Regions from separate parts of the Mus musculus genome. Here region 2 is linked to region 1. The links are chromatin contacts, called in public Hi-C maps. All regions are on one chromosome and are shown on one strand. Each heading gives the region's core, a stretch centred on a gene start, on an enhancer-like site or on the middle of the called end of the contact. The rest is flanking DNA. Distances are from core to core; before and after follow the strand shown.

Region 1 (3,747 bases), core at 31-2,530:
CTAAAGCTCCATTTTAAATCTGCCTTTAATGGATTCTTCCAGGGTGTGACATAGTGGCAGAGCCCCTGCCCCCAAAGTCCCCAGTGAGGGGCTGGGGGCGTAGCCTAGGGGTAAAGCCCCCTCCCTGTATGGGCAGGGGCTCTGGCTCCATCACCATAACTCTGGAACAAAAGGTAGGAGGGGAGTCTTGGTGTTTTTGTGTGCCATGATTAGGTAAGTGGAGTTTCAGATACCCTAGGGAGAGAGTGAAGAGTAAATTCTCTGGTTCACAGTGGGTGTCCCAGTGTGGCAGGTTGGAGAACTGTGCAAAGCTCACTCATGCCCACCCAGGAGTTTCCCCTGGCCTTGTGTAACAGTAAAAGGATCATCATAGGAACAGTGTTGTCCCCACACCACCTCTGGGAGTCACCTGGCCCTTGGCAGTTTCATCTTAACTCCCTGGTGTCTAACACCACAGCTTCCCCATGGTCTCAGGGAAATTAGGGTTCTGCAGGTTTGAGACTGAGTCTGAAGACAACTGAAGACCTGAGGATTTGGAGTGAGGTTGTAGGGCCTGGAGGAAGGGTTGGCAGTCAGTGGCTTCTGCTGGCAACTGTCTTAAGGAGTGTCCAGACATCACCATGGCCAGCAGGAATCAACTGCAGTCCAGTCCTGCTGGCTGTCAGCAGGACAGTATGTGATGCCGCTGCTGCTAGGGCTCAGCCAGCTGTGAGTAGAGATGCTCTCTGAGGCCCTTGCAGAGAGGCTCCATTCCACCCTCTCCAGGGTAACAGGCTATGCCTGTGCTCATGCACACTAACAGCTAGCGCTGCCTCTGTTCTTCAGAGCCAGCAGAGTGGCAAGCTGTACTTGGCCCATGTACTCCAGGATTGTACGATACAGGGGCCACCTCCCTTCCTCAGTGTAAGGCACAAGCTGTTTCTGATGACATCTAGAATAAGTCCTGTTAGTTAGGGACCTTGAGATGGCATGGGGCACTGTCAGCAGGAGGTGGCAGATGATGACCCAGTTATCCATATGTGGTGGTTGGAAATCTGCTTTGTGAATGAGCTGTCTGTGAACTCAGATGCTGTCACCATTTCATCTGTCATTTGTCCTAGCAGAGGGGTACGATACCTCTAAGTCTCGCTGTTTTTGCAGTGGGGCAGTACATGGTCATCATGTGGCTGACCCTTGGGCAGGTGCCCTGGCTGAGAGCCCTGCCTGCTTGCTGTGACCATATCGGTATCTGTGATCCTAGCCTGGAAAATAACCAGGTTATTCCATCGGTGTGACCCTGTCCAGGCCCAGAGCCACTGTTGCTGTGTGTTTGAACCCTTGGGGAGGGTGATATTTCAGCCACCCTGTTGTGTTGCCCAAGCTGGCGAACCACAAAAAGCTTGGGAGGCTCCCAGGCCTATGGTCAGTCCTGTTCTCTGAGAACCAGGGCTGCTGGCCTAAGCATGGGTCCTGGCACTCAGGAGACAGAGGCAGGGGGATCACCATGAATCTGAAGCTAAGGCCATCACTTGAACTCTTGCCACTCAGCCTCTATACTTCCTAGCTCATCTGCCATCCCAGGGTCTGCACTCTCAACAGAGCTGGCACCTGGGCCTGTGTTCCTAGTGGGATCAAAGGCTGCCATGCTGCTTCTGGTCCCAGCTCCCCAAGCCTCTCACCAAGTGACCCCGCGGCCTCGAAGCTTCCACGCCTCCACACTCCCAGGCTTCAGTCAGTGCGTGTGCTTTTCAGGCTGATCCCTGAGTATGGTGCTCATGTGCACTTGTGTCCCAGGATGAGGAAATATAAGCCTCACAGGCCACAGAAGCTGAGCTCTGTCAGGATGCTGGTGTGCTGCTGTTGGCTGTGACTGAAGTAGTCCAGTGTCGTTCCAAATTAAGGGTCCTGCACTGGTGACTTGAGAGATGTGTTGAGTGGGACCTGGCCTCTGAAAGTCATCTTCACTCTGCTTTCAGTCACTGTAACAACATGCCTGGGAGGGGCAGTTTTGCCGAGAGAGGTTTGTTCTGGCTTAGTTAGGAGGTTTCAGTCTCTGTCATAGGCCTTTTTGCTTTAGGGATCCCACAGTTCCTAACGAGGGCACACTCATAGATCTAAGGACCAGGATCAGTATCTGGGCCTTTAGAGAATGGAAGCCAGTATTCTGAGCCCTTGCCCTTGTTACTGACTGAAGGCACTTCCTGTGCTGTGCAGACCCAACCTTCAGCTCTGTACACTTGTCCCCTGGGCACTGACAATAAATCACTGGTCACAGGCACTGCTGAATGTTCATTCAGGAAGCTGGCAATATGTCCAGGTTTATGCACAAAACACATTGACCAGGTTAACCCTGTGGGTGTCCTGCACTGCATAATCCTCATTAACTCCTTCCTGCAGTGCCTCTGGAGCTCACAGTGTCTAAGGGCATGGGTTGCAGGAAGGTAGGGCACCTCTGAGACTAATTTCATGTGCTCTCCTGAGGAACGTGTTGGCAGTTTTAATGGGACTATGTCCCATGCCGGGTTCCTCTTGCTCATCTGACAGGCCACTGGCATCCCTCTTGTCTGGCTATTTCCACACAGGTGCCCACTCCTCCCTCCCAGTCGGGCCTAGCACCTCCTATGACCTGCTGGTTGTGTTTGTGCTTAGGTCAATCATCTCTTTTCCCTCTTGAACCTTACAGACAAAAATAATAGTTATTGTAAGACCAGCAACACCTAGACAGGGTGGCTCTAACTAGCCAGTGTCTTGACAAGCACCCAAGCATCCCAAATATGTACAGTGCTGTCTAACTGACAAGGCCAGTAATGGGCAGCCTCTGTAGGAAGGTATGAGTGACTCACAGAGCACATGGCCACTGGAATTCAGATGTGGGAAGAAGAGGGCAGTAAGCATAGATGTCACCCAAACATAATAATGTTGTGCAGTTGAGACTGAGGGCAGGAAGGTTTTGGCACTGCTGTCACTCTGGACTGAAGCTGGGCAGTATTACATCCTTAGTGATATACTTGCTGACACAGGGGAGGGGCCAGGCTTGGGTTGTGTGCATTTTACTCCATAAACTCAAGACGAAAGGTCCTGTGAACACTAAAAGGAGTTGGCACTGCATCCATCAGTGCTCAGTGTCCTTGGGGTAGCCGTGTCCCAGCCTCACTTCTGAGGTGAGCCATGAAAGGATGAGGTGACCACTGTGGGGACATGTGGGTTTCCCAGCCTCCTTCATCCCTACTACCATGGCATGGTAGCCCAGCTATCACTGCTACAGTTGATAGGACACACACAGTCCACTCCCTACCCTGAGATGTGTGGGTGGGTGTCACTAGCATCTGAAGCTTAGCATGGTGTAGGAGAGGCTTCCCCTTCCTTTTCTTTTTTTAATTTTTCATTCATTCATTCATTCATTCATTCATTCATTCATTCATTCATTTTGGAGGCAGTGTCTGTGGCTCAGACTGGCCTGAAACTGTGCCTAAGTTCTGGGGTGCTGTTGGTGAGCGAGCACACGTGAGCCTCACTCAGCCTGGTGAGGCAAGTGCTCCACCACTGTGTCCCAGGGCCTGCTTTGTGTTTGCTTTCTTCCCTTTCTTGCTTGCTTGCTTGCTTGCTTCCTTCCTTCCTTCCTTTCTTTCTTTTTTTTTTTAAAGATTTACTTATTTTATGTATGTGAGTCCACTGTAGCTGTCTTCAGACACACCAGAAGAGGGCATCAGATCTCATTACAGATGGTTGTGAGCCACCGTGTAGTTGCTGGGAATTGAACTCAGGACC
Region 2 (3,980 bases), core at 1,414-3,913, 71 kb before region 1:
AAGCTGCAGCAGAACCCTCCACTCAGCTGGCTGGTTGGACCCTTCACCTCGATGCCTTGTGGCCAGCTGTAGGCACCTGAGGGCTGGGTGGGTGGGGTCCCAGGGACCATGCTGTGACCACAGCTGGCTGTACTTCCCCAAAGCTCTGGATTGAACAGGAGCAGAAGATCCTCGGAAAGTGAATTTGAAACCAGCCACAGCTCCTGCTATTTCTAAGAACCAATGATCCCTTCCCTCCAAACTAGCCACCAAGTCTGTTCAGATACAGGCCACACAGACCCCCACACAGAGTAAAGAAGCATCACGCGTCCCCACTGGCCAGCTTTCTATCCTTGGGGCTCTGACAGTCTTTCCAGGGCCCATAGCTCTTCTCTACGAGTGGTGTCACTCCAACCCAGGCCCTACTCTGGGCAGCACAACCACAGATCTTAGCTAATGACTATGTCCTTGTTCCCTGGGACTAGAATGCACAGCCATGCTGATGTAGGCTCCTACAGCCGCTTCTGCTACTTACTAGGGAGAAATGCTGCACAAAACCACACAATTACATTCCAGGCTGCTATAGGCCTGACTCAGGCCTGCTCTGCTGAGAAAACGAGAGTCATATATATATCACTGCATGGAAACAGGGTTGATCTGACAGGCCCAGCACTGCTGAGTAGCTGTGGCCTGTACAGGAACATGGCCTGCAGCCTAGGGTTGAAGACTGTACTGAATGGGGATATGGGCAGTTGATGGCTCCTCTCCCTTGCCCTACGCACCCAAGATAGAAGCAAACAAGATGCTGGGGCACAAGGCACTGACTCACCACCAGGCCAAGGCCACAGCCCAGCCCTCCCTGAACCCCAGCAGTACTAGTGACCCCAATCTTCCAGCCCCTTTATCTCTTGGAAAATAACAATGTCCACAAGCTTTAGGCCTGGGCCAGCTGTGGCCAAGGAATGCCATGATAGAGACGGCAAGGAGCCTTTCCCTGACCTTCTGCCATGTCAGCATCAGGGTGACACTAGACCCAGCCACTGGCAAACACTGGGCTCAGAGCCTGCAGCTAAGCTTTCCAACAGATGGCATGAGCCTCATTACATCATGCCAAGTTATTGGTGGCTATTGAGGCAGGTGGATACAACCAGGAGGCATGTACCCAACTCGTGAGCCCACTGGGAACACAGAAGAGTGGGGAAGCCCCTGCTGAAAGCTACAGTGAGAGGGGGTTGGGGTGGTGTGGACTGCAACACTCCAGCCCAGAGGCCGAGCTGCCCCAGAGGCACTTTGCTGGTCCCACCTGGGGGTCCCTGCACAGCTAGTGATGGATTTCTGTTGGGTTGTCCTTAGTGTCTGCTTCACTCAAGCTGGTAGAACAGGCTACTCGCTGCACTAAGAGTTCTGCCAGCCTGTGGGTATGAGACCTGCCCTGAATCAGGTCTGGCTCCCTATACTGCTCATGGTAGCCAGCACCTAAGCCAATAAAAGCTGTTTCTTTTTCATTACAAAATTCTTTATAGCCATTTCATGTCAATTGAAATCACAGAACTAGGCAGAAAAGCCCAGACCACAAATACAAACAGCGCAGCACTTCCCTGGGAGGCTGGGGATGGACATGGCACCATGGCCACAGTGGCTGGAGCTCAGCTGTCCTCATTGTCATCATTGGCAGACTCAGAGGCCAGCCGTGTCCTCTCATGGTCCTGACGCTCATTTCCAGGCTTGGCTGGGTCCGAGTTGTCGCGTGGGCTGCTGGGGGCATAAAGAAGGTTGGTAAGCATGCGGTTGCCTGGTGTCACCATGGAGCTAATGGGTCGGTGGGCAGCCAAGGAAGGGTGACACTCCTGTCAAAGGCACCTGTGCCTTGTATGGCCTTCCTGACCCTCCCCAGTCCAACTGTAGCTCAGTCTGGTGGTCAGTGCTCATGGTGGTTACTGGAGGGCTAGACCTAGACAGTCAGCAGGGAGTTCTTTCCCAGAGTACCAGTAGCTGGAAGCCTGGGGTGGCCTAATGTGGGCCAAGATCAGAGTGTTGGTTGGCCCCAGCATGTGGTAGGGGCAGGGTGAGGGCTCCATCGTGCAGGGAATGCACCTGATGTCCCAGGGACTCACTCATGCAGCTCTTCTGAGGAGCCACCCCTGGGGCCATCTTCAGAGTCCTGCCCGTCTTCCTGTGCTCTGTCTTCCATGTTCTCCCCCTTCTGGGATGTGGCCTCACCATTCACAGGTGCTGACCGATCTAGGGAGACAGAGGGTCATTATGAACACACAGCTTGCCTTTCATTAGAACCCTCCTCACCGGGGCTGGTGAGATGGCTCAGTTGGTAAGAGTACCCGACTGCTCTTCCGAAGGTCCAGAGTTCAAATCCCAGCAACCACATGGTGGCTCACAACCATCTGTAACGAGATCTGACACCCTCTTCTGGAGTGTCTGAAGATAGCTACAGTGTACTTTACATATAATAAATAAATAAATCTTTTAAAAAAAAAAAGAACCCTCCTCACTCAGCTGGGGTCAAACTTACAAGCAGTTTAAGTGCATATAGGTGCTATGGCCCAAAGAACACTTCCAGCACCCCATTTCTAGCACCTAGTAGAGCTTGAACACACTGTGCCAGCTGCCCCAGAATGAGGTTAGGTCTGGCAAGCTTGCTGGGGACAAACATGGCACTGTTCCCCTGCCCTCTGGCCTGGTGCAGGCAGCCCTCACCGGTGCTGGGCTCATCCTCTGCCAGCTCTCTGGGAGCCTGCTCCCCCGGCTGCTCCTCTAGCTTCTCGTTATCGGCCCGTTCCTTCTCGGCTCCAGCCTTGTTCACCTTCTGGAGAGCCTCAACTTTCGGCCCCAGGACCCGTGACTTGAGCCGGGTGTAGACCTCTGCTGCCTTCGCCATCACATCCTTGTTGGCCTTGTACCGGCGAATCTGGCCACCAGGAGGCCAGGCTTAGAAGGGCAAATGGCTGTGCCCCGAGACCTCCCCTTAGACACCACCACCATCTCCTAGATGCTTTGCCCATGCTATACCTTCTTCAGCGTTGCTACCACATCTGTGTTCTTCTGAAGAATCTGAGAGGTTACCTGCAGAGTCCCCAGTTCTTCCAGTGCACTCAGACACTTCCTCACATCCTGCAAGGCAAGAGTGGAGAGGCAGCCCAGGCTGTCTCCTAGAATGCTGCCTGCTGTTCCCAGGGGAGACTGCAAGGCAATCCCTGAAATACTATGAAACCCACTCCTCCATCCAGGGGACCCTGCCTCAGTTTCCCAAGACTTCCAAGGAATCAGTAAGGAGGTGGTTGAGGAAAAGCACCCATTTCAGGACAGTGTGGGGTTGCAGCAGGTGTCTTACTGGGTTGTCAACCTTCAGTGCAAATTTGATCTCGCTGTGCAGCTTTTGCAGTCTCTCCTCTACGGAGGGTTCTGGGCAGGAGAGATACTAGCTCGAGCAGGGTGGCTCTGGCCCCAGGTATAAGGTGGCCCAGCCCCTCTCACCATCACAGGTTCACACCGGAGCCGTGCAACCCAACACCATTGCTAGTGCTCACCTTTCTTCTTCTCCCCCTTCCTTTCCAGTGAGAGACCCTCTGACCGCTTCCGCGTCCGCTCCACCTTCACAGGCCTATAGAGAGGCTCCCATCAGACAGGCTATCTTGGGAGGCCCAAGGTGAGGACAGTAAGGCCAGGGGCCTGGGGCCCTCTCTGCTTCTGTGCAGATGAGGATCACGTGGCTGACCTATCACACCCCCTGCTGTGTGGCGACCATGACACACTGCTGACACCCACCACGGGCAGCTCTAATTAGCACTAGCTGGGAATATACTTAGGGAACAAACAGGAGCTGTACTGCACCACCTGCAGCTGAGTTAAAGTTTCTGGGTGCTGTGGATACCGGCTGGATTGCTTTTTGGTATTCTGGACATTGCTGTTGGCCTCTACCCACTCACTATAAGCCAGCAGCTCCTAGTCTGACAGCCACATGTGGCCCAGGAGGGACTCCCATAGTA

What was found. Hi-C and Micro-C count contacts between places; a contact is called where the count stands out from the background.
Region 2: a contact with region 1 is called in a Hi-C map of liver, with 1.8 times the contacts expected there. The contact joins two enhancer-like sites. A contact is called at or near these places in 7 of 39 promoter capture datasets (the 3T3-L1 cell line, 3T3-L1-derived adipocytes, erythroid cells and 3 more), 5 of 484 Hi-C or Micro-C datasets (the 3T3-L1 cell line, LSK cells, embryonic stem cells and 1 more), 7 of 115 datasets of contacts at active chromatin or transcription factors (the HPC-7 cell line, embryonic stem cells, epiblast stem cells and 3 more) and 3 of 9 other capture datasets (adipose tissue, liver and pancreatic islet).

What each region holds. Positions count from the first base shown.
Region 1 is chr17:56,025,609-56,029,355 of GRCm38.p6, reverse strand. The region is part of intron 1 of Sh3gl1 (SH3-domain GRB2-like 1); the gene reads left to right. Among named protein-coding and RNA genes, the nearest start is that of Sh3gl1, 9.2 kb to the left of the region's middle. Within about 2 kb of position 1,280, at least 48 of the 459 cell types and tissues checked have an H3K27ac peak or open chromatin away from gene starts, as enhancers often do. A contact at or near this core is called in liver, where this site is marked.
Region 2 is chr17:56,098,099-56,102,078 of GRCm38.p6, reverse strand. Hdgfl2 (HDGF like 2) reads right to left here. Exons shown (of 16, transcript NM_008233.4): 11 at 3,522-3,595; 12 at 3,326-3,396; 13 at 3,004-3,105; 14 at 2,692-2,902; 15 at 2,094-2,220; 16 at 1,474-1,734. The coding sequence ends at 1,626. Plin4 (perilipin 4) reads left to right here. Exons shown (of 8, transcript NM_001372234.1): 8 at 1-1,492. The coding sequence ends at 72. Among named protein-coding and RNA genes, the nearest start is that of n-TEctc4, 8.0 kb to the right of the region's middle. Within about 2 kb of position 2,663, at least 11 of the 459 cell types and tissues checked have an H3K27ac peak or open chromatin away from gene starts, as enhancers often do. A contact at or near this core is called in liver, where this site is marked.